2 separate regions of the Pan troglodytes genome follow, and region 1 is linked to region 2. The links are chromatin contacts, called in public Hi-C maps. All regions are on one chromosome and are shown on one strand. Each heading gives the region's core, a stretch centred on a gene start, on an enhancer-like site or on the middle of the called end of the contact. The rest is flanking DNA. Distances are from core to core; before and after follow the strand shown.

Region 1 (7,173 bases), core at 2,761-5,260, 440 kb before region 2:
CAGTCCCAGTTACTTGAGAGGCTGAGGTGAGAGGATTGTTTGAGTCAGGGAGGTTGAGGCTGAAGTGAGCCATGATCACACCACTGCACTCCAGCCTGGGCAACAGAGCAAGACCCTATCTTAGAAAAAAAAAGATGTACTGAAATTAATACCATAAAATTTTGTTCAGTTTGGGTGGTAGGTATGTGAGTATTTGTTATTTTGTTATATTTACGTATGTTTGAAATATCTTATTAAATAAGAAAATGCTACATTGTGCCAAGAGCAATGGTAGGGATTAGCTTAGGATATGAAAGGAACAAAGAGAAATCCACCTGCCAGCTAGCCCAGAAAGAGTGTGGGAAGCAGTGGAGAGAGTCAAAGAAAGCTTTCAAGAAACCACTGACACTTTAAAAAATGTCTTTAGTTTTAATTGACAAAGACGAATTGTATATATTCGTACAATGGGGTACAATGTGATGCTATGATACATGTATATATCATGAAATGATTAAATCAGGATGTCACTCCACATATTTATCTTTTCTTTGTGGCAAGAACATTTAAAATCTACTTCAATTTTTTAGCAATTTTGAAATGTGCAATACATTATTGTGAGCTATAGTCACCATGCTGTGCAATAGATCGCCAGAGCTTATTTCTCCTGTCGAACTGGACTTTGTACCTTTTGACTATCATCTTCCCCTTCCTTCTCCACCCCCACACCCAGTCTCTGACAACCACCGTTCTACTTTCTACTTTTGTGAGTTCAACATTTTTAGATTGTACGTATAAGTGAGATTTTGCAGTATTTGTGTTTTTGCACCTGGCTTATTTCACTTAGCATAATGTCCTCCAGGTTCATCCATGCTGTTGCAAATGACAGAAAATATGGTGTACATATATAATGGAATGCTATTCAGTCTTAAGGAATTTTTGTCATTGACATTGCTTTTAAAGTAGGGAGAAATCACGGGGGGATTTGCATTTTAGGAAGATGAATGAGAGAGAATAGCGATATGGAGGCAGAGAGACCAACAGAAGACCATTTGCCCCAAGAAAAGATTTGTGAAGGCCTAAACCCATGTGGGGATCAGAGGGAGGAGCAGGGACTAGAGGTACTCTTCAGAGAACCCTTACATCTTGGGTTCTAGTTGGATGTGAGAGCTAAGCAAGAGGAAATCTGGAATGCCTCTGAAATGTCTGTCATGGGCTCTTGGGAGAATGCAGTTTCTGGCATTGTTAATTCAGCTCGTGTTTTCCAGATGATTAAGAGGTTAGAGGCAAGAGAAAGAAGATGATGAGGTTCCTTAACAAAGTGTTATCTTTGTGGTTCTTATGGTATGCCCAAGTGTCCACACAAAGAGAATAATGGATTCAGGAGAGAGGTCCACACTAGAGATAAGGACTTGGAGGTCAGCAGAGGTCTGTTCATCTCTCGAGGAGGGAGAATAGATAGGAATAGGGTCAGGAAGGTGGCCAATACAGAGCCTTGAACACACCTACTTTAAAATCTGGAGGAGTGGGGGTGAGAAGGAAATCCTTCTAAAGAGGGCTGAAAAGAAACAAACAAGACAAACAGGAGATAAAATCCAGACAGAGTTGTGACTGAGCCCAAGGGACGGTGTGAATCTCCAGGAGAAAATTGCCCAAGAGGTAAAAATTCATGGAGAAGCCAACAGAATATCCATGAAAGTTATCCACTTAATATAGCAAGCCATTTGCAGGCCAATGATAATTACAAAAGCCATTTCAGGACACCAGATTGTAGAGGGTGGACTTGTAGCATGGTAGGTGTTCATCAAACATTTGTTGGATTGAATTACACAGGGTTACTGCCATCCTGGAACAGGCCTTGATGCTCAGGGAAGGGGTAGATGTTAGAGAAGAATGCGGTCTTTATTGGACATTCCAGTTTGGTCTAGGACCAGTAGCCCTGGATCAATCTGGAGAGGAGGCTTCCTCTTCCCAGCCTGTTGAGTCTTTGCCAACATTTTACTGCTCTGATCCATTATCAGTGTGTCACCCCTTTGCCATGCATAGAAACAGTAAGTGCAAAGAAAATGCACTGTGGGGGTGGATGACTCAGAAGGTTTGGCAATGGATAAACAGCATTTTACCTTTAGTGGTGATAGATAGAGGGCCCGCAAGGCAAAGACTGCTGTCTGCTTCTCCTCACCGGAGTCCTCCTCCTACTGTATTTTTGTGTAGCTCCAAGCATGCCACAAGTACCCACAACAAACCATTAATTAAAGCTGGTTTCTGGTCTAGGTTTAAAAACTCCAAAGTTGTCACATGGAGGGGCGTGTGTGTGTGTCAGAGGGAGAGAGAAAGAGAGAGAGCTTCACTAACCTTTATAGCCACTGCCTCTCTTATTCACCCATCTAACTTAGCAGCAGGCACTGAAGCCCAAATCGAAGAAGAAACCCAGTGTGCTCTGTCCTTGGAGGTATCTCCAGAGTACAGTGTCTTGTGCCTGCCACTGCTAGACATTCAGAGAATACTGACTGACAGATAGGAGGGATGAGGTGGCATCTTCTGGCACTCTGAATTTCCTTCATACTTTTTCTGATTTGGATTGTGTGGGTTGTACCAGCTAGTGTTCAACCTCAGACCCAGAACCAATATATCCATTCAGAGATGTCTTACTAGGAATTGGCTTATGCTGGCCGGGCGCGGTGGCTCACGCCTGTAATGCCAGCACTTTGGGAGGCCGAGGGGGGTGGATCATGAGGTCAGGAGATCGAGACCATCCTGGCTAACACGGTGAAACCCCGTCTCTACTAAAAATACAAAAAAAATAGCCGGGCGTGATGGCAGGCGCCTGTAGTCCCAGCTACTCGGGAGGCTGAGGCAGGAGAATGGCGTGAACCCGGGAGGCGGAGCTTGCAGTGAGCCAAGATCGTGCCATTGCACTCCAGCCTGGGTGACAGAGCAAGACTCCGTCTCAAAAAAAAAAAAAAAAAAAAAAAAAAAAAAAAAAAAAAAAAAAAAAATTGGCTTATGCTGTTGTGGGAGCTGCCTAAGCACATCCAAAGTCCACAGGACAGGGAGTCAGGAGGGGAAGCTAAAAAGCAGAGTGGAGCTCTGGGCATGACTGCGCTGTTGTTCATGGATGTGACCTCCTCTCTGTCTCTGTCTCTCTCTGGGGAGTCTTGGCTGTGCTTTGAGGGCTTCCAACTGATTAGGCCAGGCCCACCCAAGTTATCCAGTATAACCTCCCTTACTTAAAGTGAACTGATTAGTGACTTGAATGACATCATCAAACCCTTTCACAGTAACAGCTAGATTAGTGTCTGGTGAATCAATGGGAACTTTAGCTTAGTCAAGTCGACATATCAAAAAAGCCATCACATGGGGTTAAGAATAATGTTAGAGATCCTGTGGACAGGTAAAGAATAGGGTGTGTGTGTTTGTGTGCGTGTGGGTGTGTTTACGCGTGCGCGCGTGTGTAGGGAGGGAGGAAGAGGGAGTTGGAAGTCTTGGGACCCTCCTTTCTCTTCCCTTTGAAGTCTCACAAAAGTCTGTCGGGGGAAGATAATTGGCGTCTAACACCTTGCCGAGAGAAACCATGCCCTGAGGTTCTGCAACCCCGACACGCTGATGGAAGAACCATGTTTGCTGGCAGAGCCCCTGGTCCAGTGCTTTAGATAGGAGGCACCCACCCCGCCGGCAGGGCTGCTCCACAGTGTTGTGCGGCATGGCGCCTGGCGCCGGATGATTTCCCCACGGCGGCGCCAGAGGGCGCCCGAACTGAGGATTCGGCCCAGGACTCCCAGAGGAGACCGGCAGGTGCGGCGACGCCCAGGACTCCCGCACGCCCCGCGGCCCCGGCACGGGCACCGCACCTTCCCTGGCTACCCAGGCTACCTCCTTCACGTGCACATTTCAGGGATGGGCAGGCCGACTCCTGGGAGCAAGGAGCTTGTCTTTGTAAAGGGCGGGAGGAGGTGGCTGCTGCGGAGGGAGGCGGCAGCCTCAGGGCCCGGGAGGCTCCGTGCCTCTCTAGTCCATGCTCTCGGCTCCTCCCTCTTACTCTCAGACCCAGGGTCAACTTTTCTTGGGGCTCGGACTTTCGGAAGGCTCGCTGTCCCAGGAGGGAGTACGGCCCCGGCATGCGCTCCCCGACTTGGCCACCGCCTCCCTGAAATCCTCCCGTGGGTGCGCAGCGTGCCCGAGACTCAGGCGAGGTGCCCCCTCTGCGCGCTCCACACCCGGGCTGCTGCGGAGTGCAGCGGGATCTGCGCTTCCCTGCCACTTAACCGCCCCTCGCAGAAGCCCCTGCCCCCTAAACAGTCAGGGCCCAAGGCAAAGAAGCAGGTCTTTTGCGTAGTTTTTGTTTTGTTTCAATCAGGAGCTTAAAAAGGATGTATACTAATGTCACTCTTCTCTCCGTTAAACGTTCGGAATCTTAATGCAATCCTTTTTAAAAGCAATACAAATTTTGAGGGAAAGAAAAATCACTAGAGGACTTTATGGTTAAAGGTTTTAATGCAATGGTAGTATTACAAAAATAACTGGCATAGTTTTTTTTTTTTTTGCAATTCTCAAAGGTGGTGGCGAACAAGGACAAAACAGATCAGACAGTTGGAAATGATAAAGAAAGGCTTCTGCGCTCATAATTTTCACTCAAAGTACTCATAATTTGCGCAATTGGAACAGTTAAACACTCAGTGAGACTGAGCAATAAACACATTTCTCACTCAAACATAGCAGAGGTCAGGGAAGGAAGCCCGTGTTCTTCTTTTCTTGTCTGATGTAGGCACCTCCCTGGCCACAGCTTATTTGTGTAGTTTTGGAAAACTCTGACAGAAATGAGTGTCTGGGAGGCTTCTCAGTTGTCAAGAAGCTTCTTATATTTCCTAAAGAAACTCAACCTAGATTCATTAAGCCAAGTCACAGAGCAAAGAGAATTAAATATTTTTCTAAGGCTGCAACTAATCCTGAAACTTAAATATAGTGGGGGAGGGGAATCTGACATATGAAAGGTCTGTGACATTTTTATGGAAAATGTATAGAGATGTTGTGTCTAAATATCCTCAGATGAGGAAAAATGGATTTTTTTTGTTTTTTCAAAACAAAAACCAAATGATTTTCATCCACCTATTCCCAGACCTCTCCTTATAGACTTCAATTAAGTATCCTAACGTCTTTTTTTTGAGTCATTTAGGAAAATATTTATATGTCAGTGAAAGCAGGGAGATCCTTTGAAAGATCTTGCTAATGTATGTTAGAGTAAGGCCAACTCTTGTATTTATGATGGTTTTTCTTTTTCATCGAAATTGTAAGCTCACATTAAGGATTTTCCCTCCCTTTATAAACATCGGCACAGTGCCGTAACTTCCTTTATTTGCAATCAGTTATCCCATGGTTAACAAAGAACTTTTTTAGAGAAAAACGTGGCCTAATGAAATTCAGTAATTCTTTATATAAAGAAAAAAGGATCTTTTATATGCATTTTTATATGCATTAAATATATAAGCTTGGTGTGTACCTGGTAAAGTTGATTTCTGCTGACGATGTAACACAGGTAAATCAACATAGGGTCTCTAGCACATTATAGGGTCTAACACTTTATTGGGTTTTACCTTCAGGTAAAGACTTCTATTAAGAATATACAAGTGCCTGCATACCTAACCTGCCTTGTTTTCCACAGGGCTGTATACATAATCTCTTTTTAAAAATTTGTTTAATCAAAGCTTGCTATATTGAATACATTTAATTGGAATCCAGTGGTTAAAGAATATAAAAATTTACTGCTGTAGAAAAGTTTTGATTAGTGCTTTCCATTAGTGAGTGTTGTTGAGTAAACCCTCTAACAGCATATTTGAGTTCAGACAAGAACTGACTTAGCAAAACAGGTGATGCTTTCAACTGTACAAATATATTATTTCCCATAAATATTCCTAATGAAAGAGGTGGTCTGTTTCAGAGGAAGTAACTGCAATGACGACTTTTAAATAATCGGAAAAAAAGTTCCCAACCTTGATAAATATGTGCACAGGGACTGAAAGGGTGAATTATTAGGTGAGGAAAGGTAGAGTCTAGAAATCCTGCCCCATGTATGTTATAAAGTAAGCTGCACAAAAGCATGGCAGATAGCATCTGTGAGCCAATGCCATTTTCCTGCATCAAGATCTTTCCCTTTCTTCTTGCATCAAAAAAGTGAATTCAAATACAAAGAAAGGATGTTTTACCCTACTGAAATGTTGCAGGCAGAAGAAAGTTTGTGCTTTTTCTTTTTTTTACAAAAAAAAGAAAAAGAAAAAAATACGTTTGAACAAAATTAAAATACAAGAAGGTTCAATTCTCAGAATTTAACAATTAATTTTCATTCAGTGCTTAGCTATCGACTACAGACTTTATTAGTTAACAACAAAAGCAAAGATGCAGGTTTTAAAGGGAACTTTGGTTCCCCTTTTCCCATTTATGATTCTCCAATTCAGGAAGGGCTACATTTCTTTTCAACTGTGTGTTTAAATCTGGAATCAAGATGGGAGTAGTTAAACCACCGGCTGTGTCATGAAGTAACAAGTCAGGGTTCTGTGTCTCAAATGACAAACGTCTGACTTCACCTATTGCATGGAAAAGCCCCATGTACTGGAGTCAGAGGTCTGAATCTAGATTTTTCAACTATAGAATTCCAGCCCATTTTTAGAGGGAGCTAAGTGCTGTGAATATCTTCATGCACATGAAGTGTGTGTGTGTGTGTGTGTGTGTGTGTGTGTGTGTGTGTGAAGGCTACACAAGTGGGCAGGGCAGTAGAAGAAAGGGAGAGGAATTGGGGATGCAGAAAGCCTCTGCTTTGGAATATTGCATGTTTTCCTTTTCTATTATTCACAATGAATGTAAAGAATATTTTATAGAGAAGTAAATCCCCCCTTCTTTTTCAAAATTAGTGACAGTTGTAGGTGACTATTTTGTTCTGTCATTGTTCAGACGTTGTGTGTGAACAACGTCAGGGATGTAATGTATGACCGACTTTTGTGTATGATACCCACTTATAGATTGAAAACTGAAAAAGTTCAGAGAGAAATTTGTGTACACACAATTGTTCTTTCTCTTTCAATATCACCACTGTTGGCTGACAATGAAAATGTGAAGAACATCTCATTTTGTGTTACATCCCAATGTTCTGTCTTTGCAAAAGCAATACCTCAATATAATGGATGGAATTCAATGACAGTGGCAAAC
Region 2 (6,651 bases), core at 397-2,896:
GTGTAGACGGGGGAGTGGTGGAGAGGGAGGGGCTGGGAAGAGAGGGCAATAAAGATGCCCAGGGAGCCGGCGATTGCACGAGTGTGTTGTGGGGAGGGTAGGGGGATGCAAAGCAGAGTTGCTTTGTCAGCATTCTAAGCTCCTGAACCCTTGAGGAGCTCAAGCCGTTAATCAAACACTTACTGGCCTGCAGAATGACGTAATGGACCTGTATCCAGTCTTTATTCCTTGACACATGTCAGAGAAGGAGGGAAAAATAAAAATCAAACACATTCTGCAGACTGACAACGAAATATACAAGTAGCCCGCTCCAGTCCCCGGCCTTGAGCAAGCATCAAGTGGGGGCGGCACCGGTCCAGGGAAAGTTGGGGATGGGGGTGAGAGTGTGGACAAGGTCTAGGGCTTTATCTACCAGACGCCCCTTAAAAATAAATCTATGGCAAAGAAGAAGCGGGATGCAGCTGCTGAGAGAAAACATCTCCTTGGTTCCTTCCTTCGCATCTTGCCCCTCTAAGAACTTCGTGAAAAGTTCAAGTGATTCTGCCGAGAATCTGCCGCAGGGGGAGACTCCGCCGCCAGGTCTTGGGAATTGCCTGGGCGCCGCCAAGGCTCGAGCCGGAGCTGTCATTTGGGGCAGCGGCCGGGAAGAGGTAACGATGCCAGCAAGAAAGCAGCGGAGGCAGGAGGCGGCCGGAGGAGTGGACTGGAGCGGACGGAGCCTCGCCGCTCTCCAGCCCGGAGCGCCTGGAGCGAAAGCCAAGCGCCCTCCGAGGGCGACCTCCCCTCCCCGGGCGCGCGCCCACCCGCTGCAGCCGGCAGGCCGGCGGGAGAGGTGGCAGCTGCAGCTCCGCACCGGGGAGAGCAAGCCCCCTGCGCGCGCGCCCACCCGCCCCCTAGGTGACCCGGCGTCCTCGCCGCGCCCGCTGGAAGTTTGCAAACTTTCTCCGGGGGTTCCGCCGCCACGCTGGGAAGCTGGGGACGCGGGGGGAGGTTCCTGGCTCGCCGTCTCCGCTGCCGCTTGACCGCACTTCTGGAGGGCTCCGCACCTTGCCAGGTCTCTGGAGGCAAACACACACCCCCGATTCATAACTGGTCCCCGCGTCAGGGGACTCGCGCGCTCCCACACACGCACGCACGCCCGCCGGGCGGACTCGGCGCCGGCTCCACGTTAGCATCCCTTCAGGCGCGCGGCGCGGCGGCCACCGAGCGCTCCGGCACTCACGCGGCGCGGGGTCTCTAGGGTGGCCTCAGGACACAGCCGAATTCCACAGTCTACCAGCACTCGGGGCCGGACTTCCCTCTGGTCCGCCAAAATGTTTACAAACACAGATCACCCTCCAGAAAAAAATGCATCGCATCTTCCCTACTCCTTGCCCTGTGACCTGCCCACTGGACCAAGTAACCTCGCGGCTGCTTCCGAGAACCAACCCCTGCAAACAAGTACACTCCCGAGATGGCTCCCGCGGCAAGTGCAACAAAAGTGGCTAAATGCAAAAGCCCCAGAAGTGGCCGAGCCGTATTTTTAGGAACTTACCAAACAAGTGTGGAGAAGGCAACAGCGGAGCCCGGGTGAAGGGACCACGTTGGACTGAGCAAAGATTACAATACATTCTATTTAGAGTGCATTACATCACCCCCCCGGTGACGTCACGTGGGATTCCTGAACTTCTAAATCATTGCGGTCCGCTGGGGAGGGACGAAGCGAGGGGCGGGGCCGGCGCGTCGAGGGGGCAGGCCCCGCCCCGACCCCGCCCCGCCCGCGCGGACCCTGGTGCACTCGCCCGGGAGCGGCAGCGGCGGGGGCGACTGCGCAAGCAACAGCTTGCAGAGCCCAGCGCCGTGTGACACGGCTCCCTGACATTAGTGGTGTGAGTCAGCTTGGAAACAATCCTTATGGTTTCAGACAAGACCACGGAGGAGGCGCGGGCGTGGGCTCTTCTGCGGGGAGGGCCTGATGGGGTTTGAAAGGTGTAGGGATGGGGGTAGGGGAGAGGTGGGGAGGAGGATGCTGAAGGATGTGGGAAGAGACTTTGCAAACAGAAATGCAGGACGCTCCTCCCTCCCCCACCCGAGGATGTCCAGCTCCTTTTTGCTTGCGACAGTCATGACCTCATTTCAGTGTTCCCTGCATCCTGGCTTCTCAGAGCACTCACTTGTCACCCCTTCTTCACCGCCCCCCCATCTCACCTCCTCCAGGAGAATAACTTCCTTATGGTGCACACTCTCATGAAATACACAGCCCCACCCTTCGCGGGACCCCTGCTTCATGCGTCTGAGAAGCTGTAGGGAGAGTTGCTCCTAAGGCGAAAGGTGAATCACAGCTAAAGCCAAGTGATGAGCCTGATTTAGACACGGCGTCAGAGCCGAAAGGGCCCTTGGCTGTCACTTCCAGAGCCTCTTCGGTAACTGGCCCAAGCTCACGGGCTGGGAGGCGGCAGAGCCAGGGCCAGACTGCAGGATCCGGGCGCCTGGTCTGCAGCGAGAGGAGCCTGGCGTCTCCAGTATCCGGCCGTCACCATCACTGTCACCATCCCCCTGCTGAATTTCCTTTCAGAAGTTCTCCCTTTGAGTAGGATTCAAAGAGAAAGCATAGGCTAAATCCAGCCCGATTCTAGACGACCAATGCCAACCTCGCAGCCCCTCACACCTTACAAAGCGCTTGCGACCACGTGAATTCCCTTGTTTCTCACACCAACCCGGGTACCATAAGTAGGACAGGTATTATAATTATCCCCATTCTACAGGTGAGCTAAGGCAGACACCAGAAGGTTGGGGGCTGGCCTGAGATCACTTGATGAGCAAGAGGTGGCACTGGGCCCACCTCAATCCGTTTTCAAGCCCAGATCCCAAGTGGGCTCCTTCATAGAGCCAGGGGTAAGCATTCCCTTCTTGTGGGTTATTGGTGGTTGGAACCTCTGCTAAGAACACATTGGCTGGGAGATGGAGCTTTGCTTAGAAACAGTTTAGCCCTCGTTAATAAACAATAATCATTTCTGACATTTATGTAACATCTGACATTTATGTAGTACCTCTCATCCCAATGCATCACAACCATGACGGTGCAGTTTGCCAGAGAATCATGACTGGACTGGCTAGGAACTGTAATACATTGCCTGGATTGTCACATACTTCTGAGCTGGTTTTGACATACTAAATGGAAGAGCTTAGCATGTTGTTTCTGTTTTTAAGTGTTTAAATGGCCCTTTGCCCTTTAGTGTTCCTTGAAACCACAGCAGCTGATGACTGTTTGATCCTCACAGCCTTATTCAGAGTTCATCACTGAGTTTTCTACTTATTGTAGAAATAAAATCATTGCAATTTCATGCAAAAGGTTTCTAGCTGTCATATTACAGACTGAGATTTTTACATATTCCAGATCTCACACACACACACAAATCATTTCTAAATGTAAACTGAAGAAAAGAAGAGGTATTTATGAGTGTAGACTCTAGTGTCAGCCTGCCTGAATTCAAATTTTAGCTCTGCTACTTGACGCCTGGTTCTCAGTTTCCTCAACTATGAATGAGGATGGTGATGATAACTACAGAATTGTGCTTGGGGCCGGGCACGGTGGTTCATACCTGTAATCCCAGCACTTTGGGAGGCCGAGGCAGGTGGATCACCTGAGGTTAGGAGTTCAAGACCAGCCTGACCAACATGGTGAAACCCCCGTCTCTACTGAAAATACAAAAATTAGCTGGGTGTGGTGGTGGGTGCCTGTAATGTCAGCTACTCGAGAGGCTAAGGCAGGAGAATCGCTTGAATCTGGGAGGCGGAGGTTGCAGTGAGCTGAGATCACACCATTGCACTCCAACCTGGGTGACAAGAGCAAAACTCCGTCTCAAAAAAAAAAAAAAAAAAAAAGGAAAAAAGAAAAAAAAGAATTGTGTTTGGCACAGGGCAAGTACTATGGAAGCACTCACTCTCTTTTTATTGATAAAGGTATTTTGGCTAATGCTGTGATAGGTGGGCATTTGGTGATTTTTTTTTTTTTTACAAACTTAACTAAATAAATGAAAAGGGAACCTTTACCCCATAATTCCCCAGCCCCACATTGCCTTCTGCATGTGTCATCTGGACCAAGCAGCCTCTCATCTGTCAAATGCACTGGCAGAGCCCCTGTGTTTGTGGACTCACATTTCCGCCTCATGCTCACTCAGTCTCTCCCAGGATTTCTCAGAGCCAGAGTTTCATGGAGGCTGCAGTTCCTGAGAGCAGCTATGCAAGAGCATCTCTAAGGGTGCCTCCACTGGCGGTGGCCATGGCCTGGGGCATTTGCCCCCTGGGGTGCCAGCACCACCACTAGGAATGCCCTCTCACCCACCAGGTCTCCATCCATTGTGGCCTGTCAGACGTGTGGAGACAGGGACGCTTACACCAGAACCAAGGTAAACTGGCTGGGGTACCACCCACCCAAGATTTTCCCAATGCTCATCCCATTTCCCTCCACAGAACAGGAATACAGGCTGGACACAGCCAACCCCCGAGGTACCATTGGAGGTGGCAGAGAGGTTGGACCTATGCAGAGCTGACTGGCACCTGCAGTGACCAATGAGAATAGATGAGACCCCTGGGAGACCAGGGGTTAACACTTTAGTTGCTGGATCCTGGGCAGTGGAAGGGAGAGGACTAGGCAGCTGGGCCAGTGGGGAAGCACTAGGTATTTACCAACTCCCATGGAAGAATTTTAGTATTTTAAGACATTTACAGCCTTACTAGTGCTTAATCAGGCCTGAATAAAACCATCCCAAGAGGCCTCAGATGGGAAGAAATTATTTAGCTCTGTACTTTGGGTTCAGTCATTTCTCCAACATTCAGCAAACATTAGCAGATCTGCCCAGTGCTGAAGTCAGAAAACAAAAAATGGTCTCTTTCTTCCCAGCTCCTAGGCTCCCAAAGAACTTCTCAAACTTAGTGGAGTAAGCAAAAAACACCTAGGCAACTTATTAAAGTCAGTTTCTTGAGTCAGACTTCCCCAGGGATTTTAGTTCCAAGGTTTGGCATTAGGTCCAGGATTCTGCATTTGTGATTCTGATGCAAGTGTCTGGGGAACTCCCCACCTACCACCACCACACACACATCCTTTGAGTGACTGTAGTTTAATGAATTCATAGATGGGCAGGGATCCAGGAGGAAGCTGTTGAGGGAGAAGAAAAGAGGTCAGCCTGAGACACTCAAAAATATGACCCAAGGTTCATATGCTTGAGATCAAGGCCAGGCGCAGTGGCTCACACCTGTAACCACAGCTCTTTGGGAGGCTGAGACGGGAGGATAACTTGATCCTGGGAGTTCGAGACCAGCTTGGGCAACATAGACAGCCTGAGCGTCTCTACAGAAAGTTTTTAAAAATTAGCCAGGCATGGTGGTGTGCACCTGTGGTCTCAGCTGCTCAGGAGGCTGAGATGGAAGGATTGTTTGAACCCAGGAGGATCAAGGCTGCGATGAGCAGTGACTGCGCCACAGCACTCCAGCATGGATGATAGAGTGAGACCCTGTTTCAAAAAAAGGAAAAGAGACCAATCCTCTAGCAGCTTCCCAAAAAGATGAACATATCCCTAGAGAAGGCTTCTCCTCATCCCTTCTGCCCACATCACTCAGAGTGACCTTTTCCCACTTTCTAAATTTTATTTTAGGCTTTTCTTAACTAAGTTAACAGTGATGGGGAAAGGGATGCTGCTGAAGCCCATTTTCTGGTTAAACATCTAGCTATCGTCCCATTGGGAAGTTTCCATCCCTTCTAAAATGGGTCTTCACCAGGTTTCTTCATTACCTTATTTGAAGGGACAAAGATTTCCAAATAAATGAAACTGCAAAATGTATCCAAAACTGTGAAAACCACAACACGGTTAACTAACATTTACCAAGCATTTGCTCTGTGCCAAGCCTTGAGCTAAGGGATTTATATGCATTTTCTCTGTTAATCTTCACAACTCTGTGAGGCAGCTGGAACCTTACTCTTAGAAAGGCTGAGTAACTTACCCAGAATTGCACAGCTGGGGCATGGCAGAGATGAGAAAAGAACCCACATTGCTGTTGCCTGTCCCAGTGCCTGCCTGAAGGCACCCCATACTTTGGTAGTCCTGAGCACAAGTTACTTTGAGGATGCAAGAATCAGGAAAGTTGAGAACAAGCCAGAGATTGGCAGTGAGTAGGAAAAGCCACCAGCCTCCATCCAAACTCTGTGCCTGGTTAATCAAAAGCCATTCCAGACAGACAGGACTGGCTTCATGGCCTGTGATACCTGGTCACACAGGGCCTCATCTCATGCTCAGAATGGTCCCATATTTGGTTTAAGGCTCGCTGTCACCATCTTGAAATTCTTAATAATTTTATCTTTGAACTTATGCTTTATAAAAGAAGCCTGGTGGAGCATGTGCATGAGGAGGTTGGTGATCACGGTGTGTCTGCTATTTCTTGCTCATGATGCCTCAGGAGCACCAAATTCCAGTGGACCCAAGGTGCACGGGAATCCAGCAAGACTCAAATCAAATACAAGGTAAATTCATGATCTCTCTGACTGAGTGGGATGGGAGAGGAGAGGTGAGGCTGACAGCCCTGAGAGGTCACGCTTTCCTTTCAAACCAGAACTTTCTTGGGATGCAAAAAAAAATCAATGGCATCCCAAGAAACATAAACAACCAAGGACCCTAT

The links. Hi-C and Micro-C count contacts between places; a contact is called where the count stands out from the background.
Region 1: a Hi-C map of stem cell-derived neural progenitor cells shows a contact between it and region 2, with 4 times the contacts expected there. The contact joins the enhancer-like site here to the promoter of CREB5 in region 2. A contact is called at or near these places in 3 of 7 Hi-C or Micro-C datasets (induced pluripotent stem cells and stem cell-derived neural progenitor cells), 1 of 1 datasets of contacts at active chromatin or transcription factors (stem cell-derived excitatory neurons) and 1 of 1 other capture datasets (stem cell-derived neural stem cells).

What each region holds. Positions count from the first base shown.
Region 1 is chr6:34,649,233-34,656,405 of NHGRI_mPanTro3-v2.0_pri, reverse strand. No RefSeq gene overlaps it. Among named protein-coding and RNA genes, the nearest start is that of TRIL, 100 kb to the left of the region's middle. Within about 2 kb of position 4,010, at least 11 of the 24 cell types and tissues checked have an H3K27ac peak or open chromatin away from gene starts, as enhancers often do. A contact at or near this core is called in induced pluripotent stem cells, stem cell-derived neural progenitor cells and stem cell-derived neural stem cells, where this site is marked.
Region 2 is chr6:34,204,453-34,211,103 of NHGRI_mPanTro3-v2.0_pri, reverse strand. CREB5 (cAMP responsive element binding protein 5) reads right to left here and starts at 1,646. Exons shown (of 11, transcript XM_009452831.5): 1 at 1,535-1,646.